Regions from separate parts of the Mus musculus genome. Here region 2 is linked to region 1. The links are chromatin contacts, called in public promoter capture Hi-C maps. All regions are on one chromosome and are shown on one strand. The core of a region is the stretch at or near the end of the contact, and the rest is flanking DNA. Distances in the headings are between cores, read along the strand shown. Region 1 holds the start of Slco1c1 (solute carrier organic anion transporter family, member 1c1). Region 2 holds the start of Slco1a1 (solute carrier organic anion transporter family, member 1a1).

Region 1 (6,185 bases), core at 2,243-4,742:
TGGTAACATTAAGACATACATACACACATGCACACACAGAGAGAAACAGAGGGAGAGAGGGGGGAGGGAGGGAGGGAGAGAGAGAGAGAGGAGAGAGGAGAGAGAGAAAGGGAGAGAGAGAGGAGTGAGGGAGAGAGGGAGCGAGAGAGGCAGAGACAGAGACAGAGTAAGGGTCATGCCCTCTGTCACTGCAGCCCTAGGGTCACTTCCATGGTCATTCCATGGTCGGGTTCTCAGCACACTGACAGAGTTCAGTGGCTGTGACAGAGATGCTATAACTCTTTGTTGACCTTTGACCTACCTAAGGCAAAGTGTCTTAAATTTTTCTACTTTATACTTGTTTTCCTAGGACATTTTACATGACACAGATGTATCAAATAAATTTAATTATTAAGCCATAAAGAAATTTATTTCAAAGTAACCCTTTGATATAAATACAGTTTTATCAAACATAAAGATTAAAGCAATCTTGCATACTAATGAGATACTTGTTTTACATAAAAAATAAGTTTTGGCTAAATATTTGATATTGCTGGGTGGAAAGCATATTAAATAATTTCCGGAGCTGATTCAAACTTTGAGTTTTTAAACATCAATGCTGATAATAAGATTTTATAAAAATATATGATACAAAATGGCAGAAATATGCTTAGGGCCATTTCAGAAATTATTGGAAATTCTGTCCTAATCTCAAACTAAGATTAACTGAAGAATTTTAAAAAATAAAATTCAAGTTAGCAACTCAAACATAAATTGTTGAATCAAACATTTTAATATAATATAATAGATGTATAGGCTAATTTGATGTAGGTCGAAGAGTGACATCAGGAAAGCATTGAAATTCTTGTTTGTTTGTTTGTTTGTTTTATAATTAAACCACTTTGCTTCTATGAGAGCAGAAAATTTTCCCCACTTCTGACATCTTAGTGAGGGTACAGTCTCTGTCACCCTCTGAGCCCAAGGACAACAAGAAGAAAGATGCAAGAAAGTTGGCCAAAGAAGACAAAGACTCAGTATATAAGTCTAGTGACAAGGTCAAAAGGAAGTGGTCCAAAGGCAAAGTTTGGAACAACTTCAACAATCTTGTCCTGTTTGACAAACCTACATACAAAAAACTCTGTAAGGATGTTCCCAACTGTAAGCTCATTTCTCTTACTGTGGTCTTAGGGCTACTGAAGATTGGCTGTTCGTTGGCCAGGACAGACAGCCTAAGCACACAGCCCAAGTAATTTACACCAGAAACATAAAGGATTGAGACACCAGCTGCTGATGAGGATATATGAATAGGTTCAATCAGCTGAGCATTTGGGAAGATAAAACTTTATTAAATCAAAAATAAATAAATAAATAAATAAATACTTACATACATACATACATACATACATACATACATACATACATACATACATACATACAAAAGGCAGAAAACTTAGCTCCGCAGTTAAGACCCTGCAAATGAATACCATGAAATTGCCTGGAATCTGAGCCTGTGTTTCAGACACTGTTTGTGGGCACTGTGAGCCACACAGGCATATTCAAGGCCAAGTGGATGTGTGGTGTGTTCAGAGCCCAGCCTTCGGTGGAGTCTCACGATTCACCACAGCTGAACTCTACCAGAAACACCTCAGATTTCGTACCCATTTGATTTTGTATTAACTCTGTTACACATCTAGAAACTTTGTACTCTTGACACATTTTTGTAACCCCCTTATTTAGGTAGGCAACCCCATTTGGGGGTTAAGTGCACAGTTTAAGGAGTGGGGATTTAGAATTTGGAGGTGAGAATGACAGCAATGTAGTATACAATCCGTACAAGGCTGTGTTCCAGAGGCTGTAAGGAATGTGTAAATGTTAGCTACGTGTACTCATGTTGACTGTGGATTGTGCAAGGAAAGGAGTTGTGTTAGAGACTGATTTGAAAAACACTGTAATAGTTCAAAGTACACTCAAATGGGAGAACTAAGTTTTGTTTGGTTTGTTTTGGTAAAGATAAACAAGTCCTTTGTCATTTTGGTTGATATGCACCCTTCCCCCTTTGATAGTCAATCACCACTTGTGGACATATTGAAAAATTTAACACAAAGATGTTTGATCCCTGCTTCTGAAGGCAAGGCAGTCCCAGCTTGACTGCTAAAATAATGTTCTTGGTCTTACAAGAGTCTACATACAAGTGCTTCCGTTTTGTTTTGTTTTGTTTTGTTTTGTTTTGTTTTGTTTTGTTTTGTTCTGTTTTGTTCTGTTTTGTTTTGTTAAGACAGTCTTGGGCTGGCTTTGAACTCACGGAGCTAAATCTACTGTTTCCTCTTCAGTGGTGGGGTTAAGTGCAGCACCACTCCTAGCCCATTGCTTTTTTGTAAGGTTTAAGATAAGCCCAAGTTTCTTTCCTTCTTCTTTTATCTTTTGCAGTAAAATGTACTCATGAAAATGTTGGCTAATAGGGCTATGGAGATGGCTCAGTGGTTAAGAGCAGTGGCTGCTCCCATAGAAGGTTGTAGTTCAGTACCCGTAGAGCAGCTCACAACCACTTAGGACTCCAGTTTCTGGGGATCCAACACCATTTCTGGACTAGGCAGTTATATATGCATGTGGTGCAAATAAACTTATAGAAACACATATACATAAAAGCAAAAGTAAAATTGAAAACAACTGGCTACTCATCGTAACCATTGTGGCAGCTGAAGTTACATCTGTGATAAAGGCGCCACTGTCTGCTCATTTTGGATTTTTGTTCGGAGTAGATATGACATCATTTAATCTTTGGATATTCCATGGAAATCTCATTCTGAATAACAAATACATAGCTCAATAGCAGAACATTTTGAGATTAGGTGCCCTGCTCAGAGTCACAGCCCTGGAAGACTAAGTTGAACCTTGGAGAATCCTGGTGACAAATTTACTTACTGGTGGAATCAAAATGGGAAAAAAAAATCAGTATTTCTCAAATCCTCTAAAATCATTCTCTTGGGAAGAGGTTTGGTTTGAATTTTTTCTCAGAGCAAAGCTTTCTCTTTCCTTAGGCTTAGGTAGTGTAAGTAACTGAATGCCAAAAAATCCAATTGCTATTTTGTCAAATTTCAAGGCTCATAGGGTGTGTGGATGGAGCTATTGATTTTTTTGCTTTGAAAGTGAACTCCCCCTGGAAGGATCCTGCAGAGCTTTGATCCTGACCTGAAAGTATTCCTGCAGATTCTAGAAGCCCAATGGTGAGGGAAACAAAGCAGGGAACTGGCCCAAGATATTTTTTTAAAAAAATAATAGCAAACAAATAAATACAACACAACAAGCCTGGCCCCTTGATGTCCCTTAGGACTGGCTGGCTGGAAGACTGATTGGAAGGAGAAGGGGAGGGGGTCTTTGTTACTAACTTCCTTCCCTGCCCTGGCTTCTGTTTCCTCACCCCCCCAACCCCCTGTGGAATGGTGTTTTCTGGGATCAGCAAGTAAAAATCACAAATGGTCTTTTCTTTTTTTTTTTTTTTATTTTCCTTGTTCCTCTATAAACAAAGCTTTATCACGTGTGGCCTTAAACTTGCTGCAAATTGCAAAGAAATGGCTCAAAGGCTCCAGCTCTTTCTGTGCCCTGGGAGCTGAGATGCAGGGCAGTGCCCTTGCCAGGGTGCCCAATTCCCTGCAGACTGCCAGAAAAAAAGAGGCCAACTGGAAAGACGAAAGAGAAAGACTGCTCAGGGGTGAGATCAGACCCTTGGTCTTTTCTTTCCTCTAATCTGCCCTGTCTGTGCCCACCAGCTCTCTTGACTTGCCAGAACTGTTCACAACTTCTGTGGGGTGCTGCCTCAGTTTCCTGTTTCAGACTGTGCTCTGTGATCCAGACCCTTGCGAACATTCTGAAAGGAACTGGACAGCTTTGACTTCTACCTCCAGGTAGGATTTGGCTTTTCTTGTTTATCTGTCTATCTGTCTATCTATGTATCTATGTATCTATGTATCTATGTATCTATGTATCTATCTATGTATCTATCTATGTATCTATCTATGTGTCTATCTATGTATCTATGTATCTATGTATCTATGTATCTATCTATCTATCTATCTATGTATCTATCTATCTATCTATCTATCTATCTATCTATCTATCTATCTAGCCATCCATCTAATCTATCTATCTAATCATCTGCTTTTATTTGTGTGAGCAATATGCCTTGTTCTCCCAGGACAGATGTTGATAATTTGACACTAATTTCTGCAAGGCTTTAGCTTATCTATGCTACTTCAGTAAAAGCCAATGGCTTCCCTTGTTAGCTGGGTGAAATAGGAGAGGATTCTGATTAAAGATGACAGGTAAACTCAGATCTGCTTTCAGATTTAGGCTTTGTTACTTACTAGTTGGGTAGTTTCTGTTAGATTGCTTAACATCTGTGAACTAAATGATTTTATAAGTCAAGATGATGATGTTGAAGTTTTGGGATTATTTTAAAGGTTACAATATATGCATATATCACACTGAATAGAGGTGGTGTTTATGATATGTGAGTTTGATACTAAAATTATTTGTAGTTAGGGGTGGGAGATTGGAATTCTGTGTAAGACACATTGCTTCTCATGAAAAAAACCCCAGGTTATTTTTAAGACCCCTGGAAGAGAAGACTCCCAGAGTCAGAACACTTTGCTGGTGCAGAGATGTTCAAGAAGGGAAACTGATCATGGGTTCCTCTCTGGGCCTCTTTACAGCCCATGCAGATTGGCTGCATCTTCCTCACTGGTTCAGAGCACAGGGCCTATGTGCATCTGTGTGACTCAACTTAACCTATCTTAGCCACCTGTGCTCCTTTAAAGACTAGATTCTGAAACCAATCCATGTAAACAGAGAATTCAGCTTTTTATAAAAAAAAAATAAAATAAAAGCTTGGCTTGTTCTTTTTAAAATCTGTTATACCTTAACCTAAAATATTGAATGAAAACTTTATCATCTGTCTTTTTATTACTTATCTTTAATTTTTGGAAAAATAGAATCAAGTGAACCAAGAGATAAAGGATATATCCAAACTGTGCTCTAGTCCTTCTATGCAAATGCAGATGAGGAGAAGTGGGCTCTGGCTTTGACCATGGATGTCTACCCATTCATGTCATTGAACATTTCTTCCTATCCTTTCAAGGCAATGAGAGACTCACAATAACCACCAGCTGGAGCCTCCTTGAAGCATATTGCGGGCATGCTGATTTGCATATTAGGCATTAAAATGCAGTTCAGTTTCTGCAAAACTATGCAGTGTCAATTTTTTAAGTGTTACTTTGCCAGATCACAACATCAACCCAGACCAGGATACCTGACCATTGTTCCCATTAGAATGATTATGTAACATCTCCAAATACAAGAAAATAGCATACTGAAACATCTCAAAATTTTGAATTATTGTTTTTAGCATTGCTACTGTATGGCGCACACATCTTATAGTCAAGCCATTTGCTCTTTTAAAGAAAGCTTTAGTTAGAGTGATGTATGACATTATTGAACACTTATTTGCATATTCTAGTTAAGAGCTTTAAAATCATGTTGAACAGGAAACAGTGTATCAATAACCCCTTAACAGGTCAAATTTAATTATATCATTTTTGTAAAGGATTATGGTTTTGTTTTGTTTTGTTTTTTCAAGGCAGGGTTTCTCTGTGTAGCCCTGGCTGTCCTGGAACTCACGCTGTAGACCAGGTTGGCCTCGAACTCAGAGATCCGCCTGTGCCTGCCTCTGCCTCCCAAGTGCTGGGATTTAAGGCGTGCGCCACCACTGCTCAGCAAGGATCACATTTTTTTATTTTCCGACTGAAAGCCGTGTTAGGAACTTTATTTAACCGTCAGTCTAGAATCACCATCTAGGACTTATACTGACACATGCAGACAAGCACATTAGAAAGAAAATGTAAATTAAATATTATAAGGTGTACTACTAATGAAACATGGGCTTAATAGGACAGGAATATATAAGTTCGGTGGCTTTATTGCAGTTAGAAAAATTATATTATGAAAGAGACATAAAAATTATTATTATTATTATCATTTGTTTATTTTACAATCAGTATGCCATCCTTTACCATTATGGCTTTAAATTTTCACTCTACCCAACAGGTGTCAAAGAATAGTTTAGTCCATGCCTTAATAAAAACAGTTAAAATATTTACAAATGCAAAATACATGTTTTCATAACTGGAAAGTTCACCTGAGAATTCACTGTA
Region 2 (6,381 bases), core at 284-2,783, 420 kb after region 1:
CCCCTTTTCAAATGAACAACACTGATGTATAAACAGGTTGCATAAATTGTCCAAAATGACCCATCTAGTAAACATCTGGCAAGGATTAGGAGCCAAGAGACCTGGGCTCCTCAGAAGCTTGTAAGAACTTAAGGGTGGTTGGCTTCCAATAAGTGATATACATTCTTGCAAGTGAAAACACATTCCAGGGGCTGTCTGATGCCTCTTTTACAATAATATGCAGATTCAACTATGTGTGAATAAAGACAAAATTAACTTTTAATAGGATGATTTAAGAGACAACATCTTAGAGAGGAACATTTTGTGGAACTCTATAGAAACTAAGCCAATGCTCAAATTTCATGGGTTAATATATGCTCACATTCTATGATGCAAAGATGCCTCTGGAACTATGAGAACAATAATTGTTTCTAAAATATCAAACCCCACCAAAGCATCTAACAGAATGGACTATTTTCTTACAAACAATGATTATTATGTTGCCAAAGCTTGAAGGAAACATTTTTCTAGCCAGGTCATGAAGTCGTCTTTACATATTAATGAACAAAGCGCTTATGTTATGGAGCCGGTTTCTAGCTATGACCCTTCACCTTCTGTCAGGATTCTGAAGCTGAGCACTGGATTAACCCCTGACTTCAGACTAAATTCTATCACAACATAATACATACCTAAAACATTCAAAACCCCATTCTTCTGTAAGAAACTCTAGAGTAGTGTTTCTCAGCTTTCCTGATGCCATGACCATGTAATATCGTTCTTCCTCTTGTATTGACTCAAACCATAAATTTATTTTCATTACTACTTTGTAACTTTCATTTTGCTACTGTTATGAACTGTAATTTAAATATCTGATATGCAGAATAATGGATATGTGACCCCTGTGAAAGGGCCATCTGACCCATATGTTGAGAACTCATCAGTTGAGAACCACTGCCCTAAATTATTCTGTTTCCTGAATGAATAATACTGGTCTGACATCCCTCATTATAAAACCAACAGTTTCTAAGGCAAATAACTGACAACACATTGGGTAAAAAAGCATTTGTGCTGGAAATTTTTGTGTGAGCTGAGCAATGTTACAAGCACTTTCAATGCTTATTTGAGAAGACTCTCATGAGTATGTGCATGCACACATAGAAACAATCCTTACCTTCATCTTGGAGAAGAATCTGCCTTCTTGTGTTGCAACCTTTTTCTCTGTTTCTTCCATGGTGTTCTTCAAATGTTTCCAGTTTCTTTGCTTTAAAAGTCCTACTGCTGTCTTTCTCAGAGAAAGCTGTTAAATAAATTATTTTCTGAACTGTAACGAGTCATCCCCCCAAAAAATCTCTCTTAAGGATAGAGTGCCTTAGTCAGAGTTTCTATTGTTGTGACAAAATACCAGGACCAAAGAGAAATGAAATGGAAAGGGTTTATTTTAGCTCACAGTTGTTTATTAACTTCATTGCTGAGGAAAGTCAGGACAGGAGCCCAAAGCAGCAACCTGGATGCTGGAGTCAATGCAAAAACCAAGGAGGAATGCTGCTTCCAGCTCTGCTCCTCAAGACTTGCTTGACCTTCTTATACAACCCAGGACTACCTACCAAACAAGACCCACCTACCATGTGCTAGACCTTCACATGTCAATTATAAATAAAGAAAATGCACTACATGCTAGATCATAGGTCAATCTCATTTGGACATTTTTCTCAACAGAAGGCCACTCTTCCCAAATTACTCTAGTGAATGTCAAATTCATATAAAACTGTCCAGCACAGATAGGGAGGTGGTGGTTCAGTGGTAAAGTGTTTGATTTTTTTTAAGCTTGAGGCCCTGACTTTTAATTATTACCAGGCAAGTAAAAGAGCTAGGCTTCTCTTCACATGCCTGTAAGCCCATCACTGGGAAGACCCAAAGAACAGGATCACTGCAGTGCGCCAATCTGGCATTCTAATCACGTTAACCACCAAGAAACTGAATGAAGAGACCCCATCATAGAACATCAAAAAGAACATCCTACAGGAAGACATTCAGCATTGACTCCTGGCTTCTGTAATATGCACATGTATACATGTACACCTGCACACATACTTATGGACAGACAAATCCATACACACACACACACACACACACACACACACACACACACACACACACACACACACACACAAATAGGAGTAATTTAACCAGTTACTGAAATGTTATAAAAATATCTAGGCAGTTTTTGTTTTGAGGTTTTTTTTTCTGTTTTTTTTTCTTTTTGTTTTTTATTTACTCTGACTAACCTTATAAATAACTGCATCAGGTAAGATTGGATTTGTTTGATTTCTATTGAAAAAGCAAACACAAAAATCTATGCTGATTCTTTGGCAATGTTAAAGATATTCTTAGAATTTATTAAACTCTGGCCTTAAGCTAATGACAACGTGGTTGAAACCAAGCTTCTCAATTCTTTTGCCAAAGCAAATGAGACCCAGGTGATGCCCTTTGAATTTACTTGAGGGCTCCTGCCTTTCCGAATGGGACAGTATTTGTTATGATTATACTGAACCTCTGCCTCACTGAAGCCAAAGCTTCCTTTGTGGGTTCTTTTCATTACAAGACTTCTCTGGAGTCTCAAGAAGAGAAACACTTTCTGGGGCACTGTTGATTCACAGAAACCTGGGGAGACAGTGAATCATTTTAAACATGAAAACAAAGTAAAAACAATAAATAAGTCTATGATCTGGGAAAGAATCTAGCACTGCAGGTTTGAAACTGTAGAAGTTAGGAAATGACCAGATACCTAAATAGAGAGGTCTACATGGTTATTTATGACATCCATATTGTGTATGGATAAACATGTCTCTCTGTGTATAGGTGATATGTTATTATAAGTATTTATATGCGATGGAGAAAGGGGGCAAGGTCTATTCAACCTCACTAAACTTTGTACTTTTCATCTTGAAAGTAGGATTTATTCGTATTTACTCTAGACGATTTATTTCAACATACCTGGATGACATCTCAGGTAGATCCACAGCATTAATTTATGAAAATCCTCTAACACATCCACTTAACAAGTGACCTGGAATGGCTCTAAGTTTATAGAACATTTTAAACATTTATCAGAGTTCCAAATCCCATGGGTCCCTCCATGTGTACTTTTTGGTTGGTGGTTTAGTCCCTGGGAGCTCTGGGAATACTGGCTGGTTCATATTGTTGTTCCTTTGTGACTGAGTCACCTCATTCAGGATGATATTCTCAAGTTCTATCCATTTGCCTGCGAATTTCATGAAGCCATTGTTTTTAATGGCTGAGTAGTGCCCCATTGTGTAAATGTATCACATTTCCTGTATCCATTCCTCTGTTGAGAGACATCTGGATTCTTTCTAGCTTCTGGCTATTATAAATAAGGCTGCTATGAACATATAGGAACATGTGTTTTTATTACATGTTGGAGCTTCTTCTGGGTGTATGCCATACTCACCTTCAGCCGTGTGCACAATCTTACCATTTCAAACTGATTCAAGTTGCTGATTTGATATCTAAACTTGCTCTCTCCTCCATTCTGTTTCTTCCCCTGTATAGGGTAGATCTTACATATGGATGTGTAATATCCAAGAGATTTCTGTCTCTCACCAACTACCTGTCATAATAAGTTCTAAAAATTCCTCTATATCAGGCTCTGTCAAAGGTCAACCAAGTCCCCTGCAATTCCCTATTTTTGTTATGAGCAAAAATAAACCTAAAAAAACGAAAACCAAAAACCAACCAACCAAACAAACAAACAAATAAAAACCTCTAAAAAGTGGCCACAAGTCCTTCTGGTCAGCACCAGCTCTGGGCTACCTTGGGCGCAAACTCAGTGGACGGTCCCATGGTGCCCAGAAGACTCTCTACCCCTCAGGCACCCTAGCATGCCCAGGATCCCAGGATCACTAGTGAGTGGAACACAAAATCTGGTCCAACACAACTAGAAGTGCCTGGGGCCAGCACGTTCAGGGACACAGGAGCCCCGCCTGAACAGCTGCTTGGTTCCTTCAGGTCGGCTCTGGTCTACCCTGGTTTTGAACTCAGAGGACAGCATCACGGTCCCCAGAGGAGGTACCACTTATGGGCTCTCTAACATGTCTAGGATCTTAGGATCCCAGGATCCCAGGAGCTTGAGCACACAAGGATCTTGGGGTCTCAGAGGAAGCTTGACAGCCAAGAACTCTGACACACCCAGAATCTCAGGATCACAGGATGCTGAAATCACAGGATCACAGAGAAAGCTGGACTCTGAGGAATTCTGTCTCAACCAGGATTACAGGAAGGACAGACTCCAATCAGATATATTGAGGGCAGGGGGCACTTGAGATAATCAGATGTTGGGAGGCAATCATAAAAACAGAAGCCACAGAAAGCAAGGATATGTGGCATCATCAGAACCCAACTCTCCCACCATAGCAAATCCTGAATACACCATTACACCAGAAGAGCAAGATGTGGATCCAAAGTCACTTCTCATGATGATGATGGAGGACTATAAAAAGGGCATAAATAACTCCCTTAAAGAAATCACAAAGGGAGACAACTATGGAGATAGAAAATCTAGGAAAGAGATCAGGAGTCATAGATGCAAGCATCAACAACAGAATAGAAGAGATAGAAGAGGGAATCTCAGCTTCAGAAGATACCATAGAAAACATTGACAATCAAAGAAAATATGAAATGCAAAAAGATCCTAAACCAAAAACATCCAGGAAATCTAGGGCCCAATGAGAAGATCAAACCTAAGGATAATAAGTATAGATGAGAAGGAAGATTTCCAGCTTAAAGGGACAGTAAATATCTTCAACAAAATTATAGAGGAAAACTTCCCCAACCTAAAGAAAGAGATGCCCATGAATATACAAGAAGACAGCAGAACTCAAAAGAGTCTGGACCAAAAAAGAAATTCCTTCCATCACATAATAATCAAAACACCAAATGCACAAAACAAAGAATATTAAAAGCAGTAAGGGAAAAAGGTCAAGTAACATATAAAGACAGACCTATCAGAATTACACATGAATTCTCCCCAGAGATTATAAAAGCCCGAGGATCTTGGGCGATGTCATATAGACCCTAAAAAACCAAAATGCCAGCCCAGGCTAATAAAGAGCAAAACTCTCAATTACCATAGAGGGAGAAAGCAAACTATTCCATGACAAAACCAAATCTACACAATATCTTTCCGCAAATCCAGCCCTTCAAAGGATAATAAAGGGAAAACTCCAACACAAAGAGGGAAACTATGCTCTGGAAAAAGCAAGAAAGTAATCTTTCAACAAACTTAAAGAAGATAGCAACATGAACAGAATTCCAACTCTGCTTGTTTGTTTGTTTGTTTGTTTATTTTTGAGACAGGATTTCTCTGTATTGCCCTGGCTGTCCTGGAACTTACTCTGTAGACCAGGCTGGCCTTGAACTCAGAAATCTGCCTGCCTCTGCCTCCAAAGTGCTGGGATTAAAGGCGTGAACTACCACACCTGGCAGAATTCCAACTTTTTTTTTTTTTTTTACTTTTAAGTATTTATTTTTTTAAAGATTTTCATTTGCTAAAGATAAAGATTGTTTTATATAAGTACACTGTCACTGTCTTCAGACACACCAGAAGAGGGCATGGAATCCCATTACAGATGGTTTGAGCCACCATGTGGTTGCTGGGAATTGAACTCAGGACCTCTAGAGAACAGTCAGTACTCTTAAATACTGAGCCATCTCTCCAGCCCTTATTATTTTAGATATGGTATTTTATTACATATTAATGTTGCATTTTCATTCTTTTTTTAATTAGGTATTTCCTTCATTAACATTTCCAGTGCTATCCCAAAAGTCCCCCATACCCTCCCCAACCCACTCCCCTACCCACCCACTCCCACTTCTTGGCCCTGACCTTCCCCTATACTGAGGGATATAAAGTTTGCACAACCAATGAGACTCTCTTTCCACTTATGATCGACTAGGCCATCTTCTGATACATATGCAGCTAGAGACATGAGCTCTGGGGGGTACTGGTTAGTTCATATTGTTGTTCCACCTATAGGGTTGCAGATCCCTTTACCTCATTGGGTACTTTCTCTACCTCCTCCAATGGGGGCCCTGTGATCCATTCAATAGCTAACTGTGAGCATCCAGTTCTGTGTTTGCTAGGCCCCATCATAGTCTCACAAGAGACAGCTATATCAGGGTACTTTCAGCAAAATCTTGCTAGTGTATGCAATGGTGTCAGTGTTTGGAGGCTGATTATGGGATGGATACCCGGATATGGCAGTCTCTAGATGGTCCATCCTTTCCTCTCAGCTCCAGACTTTGTCTCTGTAACTCCTTCCATGGGTGTTTTGTTCCCAATTCTAAGAAGGGGCAAAGTGTCCACACTTTGGTCTTTGTTCTTGA

What was found. Promoter capture Hi-C pulls out the DNA fragments that hold promoters and counts their contacts.
Region 2: a promoter capture Hi-C map of embryonic stem cells shows a contact between it and region 1, with 2.0 times the contacts expected there. The contact joins the promoter of Slco1a1 here to the promoter of Slco1c1 in region 1. A contact is called at or near these places in 3 of 39 promoter capture datasets (the 3T3-L1 cell line, embryonic stem cells and liver) and 1 of 9 other capture datasets (adipose tissue).

What each region holds. Positions count from the first base shown.
Region 1 is chr6:141,520,862-141,527,046 of GRCm38.p6, forward strand. Slco1c1 (solute carrier organic anion transporter family, member 1c1) reads left to right here and starts at 3,493. Exons shown (of 15, transcript NM_021471.3): 1 at 3,493-3,881. It also overlaps the pseudogene Gm52854.
Region 2 is chr6:141,945,429-141,951,809 of GRCm38.p6, forward strand. Slco1a1 (solute carrier organic anion transporter family, member 1a1) reads right to left here and starts at 1,534. Exons shown (of 14, transcript NM_013797.5): 1 at 1,151-1,534. The coding sequence starts at 1,210.